2 separate regions of the Drosophila melanogaster genome follow, and region 1 is linked to region 2. Evidence: chromatin contacts called from public Hi-C data. All regions are on one chromosome and are shown on one strand. The core of a region is the stretch at or near the end of the contact, and the rest is flanking DNA. Distances in the headings are between cores, read along the strand shown. Region 1 has its middle 17 kb from the start of tRNA:Ile-TAT-1-2. Region 2 holds the start of lncRNA:CR43785 (long non-coding RNA:CR43785).

Region 1 (7,715 bases), core at 295-2,794, 47 kb after region 2:
TTGGCAAAAGCCTTTAAACTCTGTTTTAGATTTATACGGATTTTATTGTATGTGCTTGCAACGAAAATGAAAATGAAAATGTTCAACAAATATTCAACAATGTTACTGCACAACAGCAATACCATTAGCGATCGCATTGAATTGCTTGTTAAACATTTCGTGTCATTTGTTGTTGCCAGTCAGCGGTGAAGGCTGTCAGTCAGTCATTCTCAGCTCAGTTAGTCAGTCGAAAAGTCCGAGCGGATTTACATCGATCCATAAATCTCAAACTTTTGAAACTAAGCCCAGCCGAAAGCCACTTGCATGTTGGGTTAGAAAGGAGCTCGAAAATGCCTATGTCGCCATTTTTAAATTTTTTACGGGGGTATAAAGACATTGCTACACAAAATAAAAGATCAGTAATTATGATGTAGTACGTTTGATTTAGAACTTGTAATGGTTATTTGTATTTTTGCAATAGTTTACAAGCGCCATGGAAAAACAAAGCAGATATAGTTTTATATGGCTATGGCCATAATTAGCTTTCGACGGTGTTTTCCAGCCTAATGATTACTTACTACAATGTACCTGAACAATTGTTCAAAAATAAACAAGTAACTTAGTATTTATGACGGCACTTGAGCACTTTCACCCAGATTTTTATCAATCCACTGGCTACTCAAAACACCAACTGAGATTAAAGAACAATCGAGCAATTACCATTAGGGGGTGCTATAAAAAATTATTAATATTTCATGTCCAAGTTCCAGGAAAGATAAATTGCTGGCGGATCTCCTGGTTTCCACTGAGCAGCAGTAAGTTGAATAAATAAGTGAACTGCCATTTTGTAGCTGAGTGCCCCACCTAGCAACTCACTCCCCCTCCTCACATGGCAATTGATGCGCAAACAAACAACAAAGCTCCAGCGAGGTGGGTTAAGTAATTACCTGGTCCACAGCTCGATTGATACACTGCGGGAAAAACACGTGCGACATGCACGCATGTGTGATTCAAATCAAATAAAACGTATATGCAATCGTGTGTAATTCAAATCGAATAGAACGTATACCAAATTAGTTTCCTAGAGAATATCCCCCGCAAAATCCTGCCATTAATACCATATTCCGAATGATTTTTCTCGCTGTGCCACTTCACCTTCTCCTCTCCCAGATGCGACGCTATCTCATGTGGCCGTTGGCCGCTACGATAGCGCGCAAATCAGGTGCATAACACCTGAGCAAATTAAACACACAAACAAAAAGAATGCCTAACGATCGTTCGTCATTGGCAATACAGAAAGCAACAATACGAATCGCACATCGCAAAAATCGCACCATTGAACAGGTGGTTCCGCAGGTGGTCACGCCCATTTTAAGCTGACGCCTCTCTTGCACTCGGCATTTGGCATAATATAGAGGTTATAGGGGTATTTTGTAGTACAATTTTTTTGGCCGGACGACGGCGTTATCACTTATCAGCGACGCTTCCGCTGCCTCAGTCGACGTCGCAGTCGGCCGGGTACACTCGCATCAGTCCGATAAAGTCCCCATTTGCTTTGCACTTGAATTTCAGCGGGATTGTATTTATAGTATTTGTAGTCATGGCAATGAGTACGCCACTATATACACTCCACAAGTCCCCCAAAACACGCAGCAATTCAGCGGATAATTTAATGATACGATGGCGAGTAATTGCACCCGATACCCAAGCTAAAATGGAGTTTATTTGAAAGAAGGAATCCCAATGCAAGCCAGGCTTAAATAAATAAATACCATTAAGAAATAAAGTAAGCTATGCAAATAACTAGACATATTTCCTGCAAGAAAAACTGAGTAACTAAAAGATTCTTGAACTTTATATTATCTTCGTATCTATTAACAACCATGTATTGCACAAAAAACATTAACATTAGTAAAAACTGCATGAGTTGGTTTATTAAAATACTGACAAACTAATTGAGCTAATTTTTGCTCTCTTATCTAAATAAACAAGTATTTGACCTAGTACGTCTAGTCTATTGTTATCACTAAAACTATTATAGTTGTGGGTGTTTAGAGATTAGGTTTAAAATGTACTAATTGTGGCAGTCACATTTATTATTGCCTTTATGATCCCTGTGATTGAAAATGAAATGATGGAAAATAAATATACAAGTTGACAATATTTTTGTAGATTTTTTTCTTTTTGGCGTCACACGCTTGCCACTCATTCAATGGCCAAATAATCCAGGCAATGGAGACACGCTCACACTGGAAAAAACGCGCTGAGTGGTATCTAAATCAAATTGGCGTGGCTGTCAATAAAGTGTACATATTATGCAGCTGCCGTCGAAACATGAAAAACAATTTAGAAACGCCACAAATCAGGGGCTCAATGACCGCAACTGCAAACTGTGAACGCAGAAAAAGATACACATGCAGATGCAGATACTCGTTCATAAAGGTAAAGGAGGCAGAGATTCAGATTCGGATTCAGGGGCTGCAATCAATAAAAGCGAAATGCCTTTAAACAGGTGCACAGACGGAAAATGACAGGCCGGCGGTCTCCACTTCTCTCGTCTTATTTCGTATACCCTTTGAAAGGATATATTGCTTTCTAAATATTAGATAAGACACCTCAATAAAACATCATTATTTTACTGATTGTTCAGTTCTGCATAAATAGCATACATTATGCAACTCAAAATCTCCTCTAAGATCGATCGGAAATGGTTTTTAAGGGCATATAATCTTCGGTTTATTCTTTCGCGACTTTCGGAGAAGGGAAACGCCTGATGACACACTGAGCGTCGCACAAGATCGCCCGCAGCAGTGGGTGGCAACTCTGACAACCCTGCCGCTGATGTGTTGCAGCTGTGCGCCACATGTTGCTGCTGTTGGTGTTGCTGCTGGTGGGGCGGTACTGGGCGCCCATTAGCGGCCGCCGCTGCTAATGGCAGCAGAAACGGCAGCTTCGTGAAATGGGCACAGCAGGTGCAGGTGCACAGGCACCACCTCGTCAGATTCGTAAGATACAAAACCGATCCATAGCGATCCGAATCGAAAAGCCAACCGAAAGTTGACAAATTTACAGCGAGCAAGTGCGGCTGGCTCAAAAAAATTATAATGGCCGGCGGCTATTCATTTGCCTGCCACCGATGACGGTGACTAACCGGACGAAATGATGGACACTAAATGGCCGGCAGATTTATGGCGGGCACTCCCAGAATTGACACAGTAGACACTGCCTAAAGGAGCCCATAAAAATCGACTTAAAAGTGCACCTGGCTTCTGCATTTCGCTAACAATAAAAATTTTTTTATTGGAAGCATGGTATGGTAACTCGTTGGTTTTCTTTAAAAAGCAAGGTTCTCATACCACCAGTTAAGCTATGAATACCATTTTTACCATCATTGAAGCTATTAATGTCAGGTTTCAAAGTTATTTGGAGCAGCTCGAGTATTTCGCTGAGTGTTCTTCAAACTTCGACTTCAATTTTACCGTTTGGCCTGTCAAGTGGCGCGACTTTAGCTGGTTTTCAAGTCAGCCACGAACGACTGTGGATCCCATTTGGCCAACTATGCTCAACTAGTTTCGTTTGGCCGCCTTCTCAATGTTGCTCATACGCACCTGTGGCCCTCGTCCGGCCGTCCGTCTGTCCGTCCGCATTCATTCGCAATATTTTCACGCTTTTTCGACTTGTCACAACAATTGACACTTAAAGTTTTTAAATAAGCGAGAGATGCTGATGCTGCACAGCAATTTAAAAAAGACACATCGACAGCAGCTGCGCGCGGCCACGAAATTCACGAAATGCCACAAGAATTTCCACGAGAACAAAGTAAAATGCTCATAATAAAATATAACAATGTGTGCACAAATATTCCGTGCGATAATTTATGACAAACATAAGCGAATAAACAAGAAAACAATATCCCCATGAATTTCTGTTTCTGACTTTTAGGTTCGCCATAGGCTTTCCATCCGTGAAAAATAGAAGGGGCTTTTTGTTTCGGACCCACGCAATGCCCTCGAAATTCCGCTTCATGGATGAGTTAAGACCACAAAGCTGACCCAAAACCTCGGTTTCGAACTCCACAAATCCAGGTGAAAGTAGCCACCATTGTCTCTTTCTTTTTGTACCTGTCCCAGTCCCACCTGGCTGCTTTTCGCCCATTTATGGGGCGTTAGTCTGGCAATTAGTTAGTGTCATTTAGACAAATTGCCCAAAACAAAACAACCACAATGCAAACAAAAACAAAAGCGCTGAGAGCAACTCCTCGGCCAACAGAAACAACGCCCCGCAATTAGACAGCAGCAACGTCAAAAAGAAAGGCCATTAGATGGCGGATTCGGGGCTCGGGATGAAATGGCAATGGTAGTGGGGATGGGGATGGGGACGGGGATGGGTAGGAGCTGCACCTTATCGAAGCCAATCTGCATGCAGCACGCCATCTGCATCGCCATTCAGACTGCATCATTCACTGGGAGCACGGAGAGTAAAACTTGCTGCTTAGATATACATTGCATACAGTAATTACAAACGAAAGTGTTATAATTTGATTTTAGAAGGACAAAAAATCCCTTTTCTAAAAATGTTTGAAAACTCTGACTCAATATTGTGCGTATTCAAGGTTTTTCTAGCTGTGCATTCGCCGCGTCCATCTGCACCTCGGTAACTGTAACAGACTCTCAACGACGGCCCACGGCGTCTGCGCAACACCTCGTCGTGGTCTTAAAGTCGAACTGCTGCTCAGCTCACAGTGCTATCCACAGAGGTCTGTGATGCAAGGAAAACTCTAGTCAAGTCGGCCAACTGGTATTTCCCAGCGGCTGACTAACAGCAAACGCGGCGGCTCGAGTGCAACAGGTGGCTGCATATAGCTGCATATAGACGTACACGTACTATACAAGGCCTGCTGCTGCTGGCCAGCTCCCAATCGCAGTCCCAATCCCAAATTGCCCCTCCTCCTGAGAGCCCGCCTGTCGAAAACGTGCACCAAGTTAAACTGGAGCACTTTTTATACGAGTTTTCCAGGTGAAAATGCTGGCAGCACCCAGAGGCAATGGCGAGATCGCAGCGCTATAAAAAGGAAATTGATTTAGAAATGAACAATTGTAACTAACCCATAAAAATATATTAAATATTCATTAATAATATAATACACAAGCCTAAAGTGTTGAAGAACTTAAGCTGTTGTAAGGCAAACTCCATTTCCCTCGAGCAACATAAACACAATCATTTAATATACCATAATTTTAGGCCATTAATACAAAAAAATACTTAAAATTCATTTACTTATAGTTATTACCCAAATGCCGTAAAAGCAAAGCAATCTTGTTTGAATAACCATATGTGCAAAAAAAAAACACTTTTACTTTGTTAAAATACGTAGTAACTGCCCCAAATAAATGGCCCAATTGATTTAATTCGCTTTTAATTTTATGCACCCGCTTGGAGTCCAAGCTTTGTTACTATAATTATTACTACACTTTGATGCATTGCAGGTGCACTATGGCGAATTTTATGGCGTTTGCCAATAATTTCATTTGTTTGTCTGGCCATTGTTGTTGCGGCGCTTTCTGGGCCCGCTACATCACATCACATTAGCGGCAAATGCAATGAATGCATTTGTTTATAAACAACATGCAAAACTGTGCAATAAAAGCGTAATGAAATTTATGAGCCAACGCAGGTAGCAAACGAATGGCAAATGGACCGCCTTAGTGCCAGTGAAAAGCCATAAAAGCCCCGACTAAAAATAATTAGAAATCGCAGAAGAGAATTGCACCTGTTTAGATGTTGGCCAGGCGCTGATTGAATATGCCAATGCGAATCGAAAAGGTGCAACGCAGGTGATGCACTGCAAAGAAGTGATGCATCTTCCTAGAGCTTCAACCAAAATGAATTATTTCTGTACTTTCTTCATTTCCAGGAAGAAAAGAAAATTGTAGCTAATAATTTTTCTCCGTGCATGGAAGATGGGTCTACATACTAGACGAATGAGACTCTTGTGCATGTGGGGTGCATATTGGTATCGTATGGTCCGAGGGGGGTTTTGATCACAGACCGGGAGACCCATGAATTCATTATGCAGCCAGCCAGTCGGAGCCAGCTAGTGGAGGCAAACAACACCTGCTCCGATCGGATTTAAGGAGGGGTTTTCGCCGGGCAGGCGGGCGGATGATAATGTCGGCAACATTTTGCAGGTGTATGCAAAGCGATTGTTGTTGCTGCCGCCGGTTGCCATTATTGTTTGCCAATGCACTTATATTTCATTTAGTGGGGAAAAGACTGGGAAAGCCTTGCAACATCCCCGGCTGGTTGAAGATGTTTTCTCGAACCTTGTTTCACCGCGAGAGTTTTGTCAGAAATTATGCATATTTATTGGCAAGATGTTAAAGCACTTTCATAGCTGTTTTAGCTGCCGTTTCTATGTGCTGGAAAATGTAGTACATCGACTGACACTAAAGGGAAAGTTATACAAAAAGACTTGGGTAAACAAGAAAAAGCCATAGAACTAATCTGAGCTAGTAAAGATTAGAGTGATTAGAGTAATGTTTGCCTTGTGGGCGGATCTCAAATATTTATTTGCTTGATAATTTAAGTTGAATAAGATTATTGTGTTGAACAATTTCGACACAATGTTGCAGGTACTTTGTTTGCTATAAAATTTTAATTAAATTTCCACTTCATTTATGTTGATCAAATGAATATCCTGTTCACACATGAACACGAATATATTTAAAGACTTACAATTTTGGGCTCCGTTCATATCTTATGTAAATGAATCGAGAGCGATAAATTATATTTAGGATTTTGTTATCTAAGGCGACATGGGTGCATTGCTCAAAAACATGTAATTTAAGTGCACACTACATGAGTCAGTCACTTGAGATCGTTCCCCGCCTCCTAAAATAGTCCCTTAGTGGGAGACCACAGATAAGGTCCTCGCCGCTCAAGATAGGCAGATGTGCCCGAGCGTGGGACCTCGATAAGGCGGGGACTATTTACTTAGGCCTCTGCGTAGGCCATTTACTTTAAGATGCGATTCTCATGTCACCTATTTAAACCGAAGATATTTCCAAATAAAATCAGTTTCTTACAAAAACTCAACGAGTAAAGTCTTCTTATTTGGGATTTTACAATCCCCTCAAAGAATATTCTCTAAATTGCACACCATTTCCCCCGATGATCCCCGTCTGCAGTTTGGAGGTCAAACGCATGAATTCGAGCGATTTGTCTGCCAGCTGAGACATGAGTTTTAAATCGAAATCCTTACGAACACATTAAAACAAAGACGTGATCTCCGTCGGAAATCTTTGGAGCAGTCGAAATGGATGGAGACAGAAAGTCAAACATAATAAAATGTCAACGGGAACAAAACAATTTTGACAGTCAAAATAGACACGCGCCTGCGACTGCAGTTTTTCGATCGGATCGATCCTCGGATATATCTATATAGTATATGTATATATACGTGATGACAAATGAGAGTTTTTAAGCCAAGAGGCACGAGGAAGAGGCATGGCAATAGAAAATTAAGTTGAGGACGCATGTTCGTCTATTTTGGACTTGAAAGTTTTCCGCGCATTTGTGGCCATAAATCATAGCCCAAAGAGACGGAGACGGCGGCTGGAAAACGGATCGGAAAATGCTCAGAAAATCAATTACGTATCGCTTTCGGCACATACCGTACGCACACACAATTGAGTTGTCAATCAGATGCTGATTTTTGTCGCCATTTGCTGTCAATC
Region 2 (6,767 bases), core at 3,119-5,618:
GTTAAGTTGCAACCAAAATATAAACTATAACTGAATTTTAATTCATCTTGTGTGAGCTACGATTAAAAATATATCATAAGTATGATCCTAAACATAGTGTTTAGCTATCCTCGCTGGCTTTGTGCACTCCCCCTCCATTTCATGCAAATCAGGTAGATGCATCCAATTCCGAGGAGCTCCAACGGAGCTCCATGGATCACAGATAGAAGATCAGGGCTCAGAAGAAAGAGCTCTCAAAGAGCGGCGACAAAAAATTCCAAGAATTGTGCGCGTCAATTGATTTACTCAGCTGTGCGACGGTCGTCTTCGTCGGTTGATAACTCTGAGATTTGTTATATTTGCTTCATCATCGCGCCACAAACGAGGCAGTTGAAGCCGCAGTTGGAAGTAGAAGTAGAAGTGGAAATGTTTGGGATCGGAAAGGGGTTCGGGTGTGGGGAGTCCGAAGGAGCGAGGCGATCTTCATCATCATCGTCATCATCTCCATCTCATCGTGGTGAGCACCGCACACATGTGCGCACATTAAAAAGCAAGTTTCTCAGGTGTTTAAAAGCGTTTAAAAAGAAAACAGACGCTGTGGCAAGGCAAAGGCAGAGGGACGCGACGGGAGCATCCCAACGAGACAACAATAAACGCAGCCGCGTCCAAGTCCATAGGAGAGTTAAAAATACTCGAACTCGTACTGGTACTATGCCAAGAGCCAACAGACAACAACCAACAGTCAAGATTCAAGAGCCAGTTAAAGCCATGATCATGATCTCGCGACTTGCGAGCCATGGAAACCGCGGACGGACAGCTGGCGACGCCAACAACACCTACAATGGGGGGCGAAATAATAGATCATGTGTCTAGGAACCAGACTTGGTATATGCACCATTTGCAAAGGATTCGATATAGCAATCACAGTATAACCATAAAAAACCAAAAAGGGTACTTACCTTTGGCGGCAGGATTCGAGGTTTGACAAGTTCAAATCGACATGAAATCTGAAATTAAGAAAAAAATAATGAATTACATATACCTATAGAGTTTTAAACAGTAAGGGGTTTGAGAAATGAATAAATAATTTATAACAATATTGATGAAACTCCTTAGCCATCATATCTTTAGGTTTTTATCTTTAACTAGCAGTGCGAACCGAGCTGTGAGACGCCAGCGACGACGAGCACGTGAAGGTTGCCCAGCCGCTTGGCCAAGTTGGAGATTTACTTAACGAAATCAAGAGGAAGCGCGTAGGATCGCAGATGTGGCGGGGCTTCGTAGACGGAGCTGGAGGTGGCAGTTAACCTAGCTGTCATACAGCATTGATTGCTCCGAGGCAATGGCAATACAAAGGCCCCACTGACTCCGCTTGATTGCTTGCCTTGTCGGCCCAGTGGAAAACATATAGAAATCACATGAGCGGCTCAGGGAGCAGAAGGGGCTTGCGGGGGGTCTCTGATGAGGGCGGTACATTTTTGGACCGGGTACCAGTGACTCAGCAGCTACACACTTATTTTTTGTGTGTTAACGATGCTCGTGCGGCTGGTCGGGGTTCAGCCAAAAGTTAAGTGCATGTTTTGATTGGTTTGTGGCGGCCAAAACGGATCGAGATTATGGCCCATTGCATGTAGAAGTCGACTCCGAAAGAAGCAGCCATTTCCAGCGGATTGAAATCATCTTGCCAGCGAGGATAATGTGCAACCTTATGTGCATAATCTTCTTAAGAGGTGTCACAGGCATTTATTATGGTTAAGGCAAAAGCACGTTCGGACCAGCCACAAAAGCCAAATTAATGATGAGGCTAAATTATAGAGTTTCCAATCTGAGTGTTAGGTGCATGGGAATGCACGCAGAGTGCGATTCACAAATGCACTCATTTACAATCAAATAATTATGTGCTAGAAATCACGGTAATTATGATATTTAAGCCCGTTTATAAATAGATAAGATGGAAAGAATTAGGTAATCTTAGTTCACCAGGAATTAATAAAGTGGACCATGAATTAAACCAACTACCCCTGAATATATAATGTTCCTAGAAACAAGGTCAGAAATGAGCAACTGGCTTCCTGAACTGGATAACGGAATGCAAAAATACTGCCCATTCTGGCCATAACCAATTTCTGGTTAAATATTGCTCAATCCCTTTGTTTGCCACCCTTTTACTTCACCGAGTCATGGAACGAACATCTGCAACATTAATGGCTTTTGCACCTGTTGGCCATGCGAAACTAGGCAGAAAAGGTGTTAGAGCTGGGAGATTTAGTTGGAATGCGAAACCCTTTCTCATACCACCGAATGATGAATTAAGCAAATTCTGGAAATTCCGCAACATGCTAGCGGCTCTGGCTCTGGCTCTGGAAAATGGGAATGAGGCGGAGGATGCGGCATTAACAATGGCCTGCGAGACTTAGCACCTGTGTGCCAGAATGCACTATCTCATGGAAATCTGTACAAATATTTGACGAGAGCTGAATAGAGTGAAATTTGCATGTGCCGTAACGGCGGCGAAGAACAAAGCCAACAGGTAAATGCACCGCTTGGCCATCCGCATCATTAACACGTCGAAGAAAAGGTGCGAAATCAATCACCGATTCGGGTATCTTTATGGGGTTTCCTTTATCTTCTCTCAACGTTCTGGCCAGGTTAAAAAATGTTAGGCCAAGAGAGCGAATGGAAACTAAATTTGGAATGTTCGGCAGCGTGGAATTTAATGCAATGCATTGGCCATGGGCACGTTCGAGTGACAAATGTCAATTTGCATTCGATTTGCAAATGTTTCTTTTGGCCGCCGTTAATTGCGCCCCCGCCCCGCCAATCACCTCATGCCTTTCTGCCCCAACTGTTTCCAATCACTGGAATCGAAATCGGAATCGGTAACTGCCACTGTGGGCTCGACGGCTTTCAAGCTCAAGAACACACCTTAAACTGTTTTTCAGAACTGTTTTTAGCTCACTGCGAAAAATCAGCTATATACATTGAAATTGAAATTGAAATTGCAGAAAGTGTGGTCTCATTTTTCATTAGACAACATTGCTATGTGCCATTCAAATAGATTAACAATCTTCATTTAACATAATAAACTAGCTGGTCATGTCCACAATATTTTTCTGCCGTGCACTGGTAACCTCTGTGGATGGCTGCTATTGAAATTGGAATTCATGGGGCAGGCCAAGAGCCAACCACCAAGCACCCAGCACCAACGATCAACAACCAACAACCTACAAGAATCGAATCCAATAGCCATGCCCATGCCCCAACTGCAACAAGTTCAAACACATGACGTCGTCGTGGCAAAAGCAAAAGCAAAGCCACCAAGTCCAAGTCGATTGTCGTGGCCTCTCCCCTGGATTTGCCCCCTTTGCATCGCCGATCCTCTGGAGGCTCCAGCCTCGCTCGGTTCAATGTCAATTTCGATTCGTCATCCGCAGCTGCGTTGATTTCTCGAGCGACCTATTCCCCTCCTCTGTTTGCTTTTCAAGCCGCGTTCTTTTTTTATGGTCATGTTAAGTTTGGACTTGGCTTTTAACACACGGACGGACGGAAAGAGCAGGACCACCATCGGTGATGGGGTTCATTCTAGTGTGCAGTAATTTATTGAGGCGACGGGGCGATCTCTGGTTCCCCTCATTCCCCATTCCCCATTCCCCCTGCCCCTTCCTTTCACGTTTCGCCGCTTCAATGCGGACATGTGTGGGCAGCCGGAGGCGAGATTACGTCGGATGCCCTTGCATCTGCAGCTGGCTGTAAGGCTAAAAAGCTGAAGTTGAAGCCGTAGAATCCACTCGGACGCCCACACGATTGTCACTATCATCTTGGGCTTACTCTGCTGAAGCTGGGAGCGGGGCAGAGCAGAATGCAGTGCATTGAACGCGCAGGCAGAGGGCCCAATAATCGTACTAAAATAGTGTGCCATGCATCGCATGGCATTCCGGATGGATACTGGGCGACACCCAATTGAAACTTCAAGAGCAGTTATCGTATGTGAATACCATCACATCGCTGTATTTAATAATTTACAACATCTTTATAAGAACGTCGATAGGCAGCTGACTCATCAATTTATTATTCACCGCTTCTAGCATCTGAAGAATCTCTTTCAACTTCTGCATCTTGGCCTCCTCATCCTGGATTGTCATGGCGCTCATAACCGGATTTATTACCATTTGCTTTATAAACCCGGATGGATAATTCTGGTCGATGTTTAGTTTGGATGACGCTGACAAAATCTTCTTGGCCATTTTTTGATAATGTTTGCCTTGGATTGGAAAGCACACAAAACTGAATTAGCTGTACTTATTTTGGTAGCTCCACGCCAACTTCGAATGTATTCTTACTTAATCGTCAAGATTATTGGTCGCTTTGACTTCATTTAACAAATGTCGTTCCAATAGTGTGGCATTAAAAAAACAGCCAACTTAGAAGAAAAATAACAAAGAGTTTTCAGCCCTGGTAATCAATAAAGGATTAGATTTAAATTTAGCCTTTTTAGCTTCTAAGTTAAATTCCGGCAGCCCTGGTAATAGTTTGCAGTTTGTTAAACATGTTTAAGTTTGCTAAACATCAAGCAAATAAGACCCTCAATTTGAAGACTTAAAATTATATATAGCTTTTATTATGTGCAATGATAAAATTCAAAAGTAATCTCAGCCAAATCGAACCACTGTGCACTGAACCTGCGCACAGTGGTGCTCGCGCTCTTGTCCAGTTCGCACACTTAACATTAAGGGGGGCATTGTATATCTTATTTTGCTCGGCTGCAATCCTCGATTCAGTTCCAATTCGTGGAGCTTGTGCTCACTTGCGCCTGATCCAAGGCCATTTGCTGTTGGTTCAACAACATTTGCGAGGGCTGCTGCTGCTGCTGTCGTTGCTCAGGTTGCTGTTGCAGTTGCAGTTGCAGTTGCTGCTGTTGCTGCGGTTGCTGCTGCACCGGCGGCTGTTGCATTGTCTGCAGCAGTAGCTCCCCCATCTTGGCCCTGAAGAAGACATTCTGGAAGGGCGTCATTTGCTTCATCAGCGGCAGAAAGCTGATCAGGTAGTTGTAGTCGGAGTCGCCCACATGGAGGACACTCTTGCACCTGGCCAGATCCTGGCTGGTGGACTGCATCAGCTGCTGCTCCTCGCGTTCCAGACTCTCCAGGAAGTTGACCTGTTCGTCCACCCTCTTCGCGCAATGGCAACTGCTGGCTGCTGCGGCAGCAATGGCACTTCCCTGATTCAAATTCGGACTCAATTGGTCGGCAGTGGAAGGCACCTGCTCCTCCGCCGCCGCACTGGCCAGGGAGATGTTCTCGGAGAGCCTTCGCAACGCCTGGGGAGTGGACACGTTCTGGAATTCGCGCATCAGCGCATCGTTGTCCGCCTCCATTTCATCCGCAGCTGAGACTTGCTCGCTCTTAAAGGTCGACAACATGGGCATATGCTCGGCTTCAATCTTGAGTGCACTCTCCATCTCCTCCTCCCCGTTGTTGCTGTTATCACATTCCTCCCTTTGGCCGTCCAGGAAGCTCATGGCCTCCGCATATGACCACTGGTGACCCGGCGAGGGCGACTGCTGATGCTTCAAGATCCCACTACGCCGGTTACTTCGGCGATAACTACAACGCAGATTTTTCCATTTGGTTCGGCAAAGCTCAACTGAAATGTCAGAGCGTGGTATACGCGATTAAGAAAAGAGAATGTAAACAAAGCACTCATTACAAAGTACACCGAAAAAAGTTTAATACTAATGTAATAATTAATTTGAAAAAACCATAAAATACTAAAAAATAATACTAGTACTTCGCATTAACAATTTTCTAATTAATCTAAAATTATCATAATTTTAATTAGTTCCAATTGGATTTTTGTGTTGACCCGAATATTGATCCCGATTTCGCTCAGTGCACTCACCATCCATTCCGGTGGCCTCCGCGACGGCGTTCCAGAGGCGCTGGGTCTCCGGTCGGTTGGCGTGGTCCGGATGCCTCGCGTCCCAGAGAGCCCGGCGCTGCTGCACCTCGAAGATCAGCCTGTGCATGTCCATGTTGCAGCGTCTTTATTGGCGAACTGAGCAAAATGCGGTGCTAAACTTCCCTGGCGCAGAGAGCAGAGAGCGCTTTCTCTCAAAATAGCCCCATAAGTTTTGGTTTCGCTCTCGACTGGAAGTCTCTCAGAGAACGCGGAGAAAGGTGCTGTGTGCTCAACGCCGTGCTTACCGTCTGTTTGCTGCACGTGTTTTCCGTTCGAGATTTTAAAATTTCCACACAATTTCCAATATAGGTAAAAGTTGGATAATAAAAATATAGTTCCTTATTTACCATTCAATTTCTATTTATTTTTTATCACTTGATTGTAGGAAAGGGACTCGTTACCCGATTTTTGCTATTTAAAGAGCATTTGGAAAGTGCATACACCCATCAATTATAAAATCTCTCTGGAACGTTTTTCACTCGCCTTTTGCAATATACACACATATTATTTGCGTTTTATTCTCGCGTGTTGTTATGGCTGATGTTGCTGTTGTTGTTGCCGCTGCTGCTTGGCCAGATATTCAACTTGCGCTCGCACAGTGGGCCGAAATGCGTGAAAACCCTTGCTATATGGCGCACATGTGCTGGCCATGATGATAGGCCCGCCAAGTATCTTCCCACCGGGGGAAGTTCCAAATATTTGCACAGCCGGACGCTCGACGGTTGGACGGTTGCAACATGTTGCCATCGCCGTAGCCCAAAAAGGCAGCCGGCCAAAAGCCGAGAGCAACACATGTTGCTGCAGCTAAGTCGGCGACAACAAGTGGACGT

The links. Hi-C and Micro-C count contacts between places; a contact is called where the count stands out from the background.
Region 1: a Hi-C map of the Kc167 cell line shows a contact between it and region 2, with 1.6 times the contacts expected there. A contact is called at or near these places in 29 of 107 Hi-C or Micro-C datasets (the Kc167 cell line, the ML-DmBG3-c2 cell line, the OSC cell line and 8 more) and 2 of 7 datasets of targeted methods (both in the S2 cell line).

The regions. Positions count from the first base shown.
Region 1 is chr3L:783,292-791,006 of dm6, forward strand. No RefSeq gene overlaps it. Among named protein-coding and RNA genes, the nearest start is that of tRNA:Ile-TAT-1-2, 17 kb to the left of the region's middle.
Region 2 is chr3L:733,111-739,877 of dm6, forward strand. lncRNA:CR43785 (long non-coding RNA:CR43785) reads right to left here and starts at 4,369. Exons shown (of 1, transcript NR_073907.1): 1 at 3,942-4,369. hng3 (hinge3) reads right to left here. Exons shown (of 2, transcript NM_001274293.1): 2 at 4,570-5,622. The coding sequence ends at 4,754.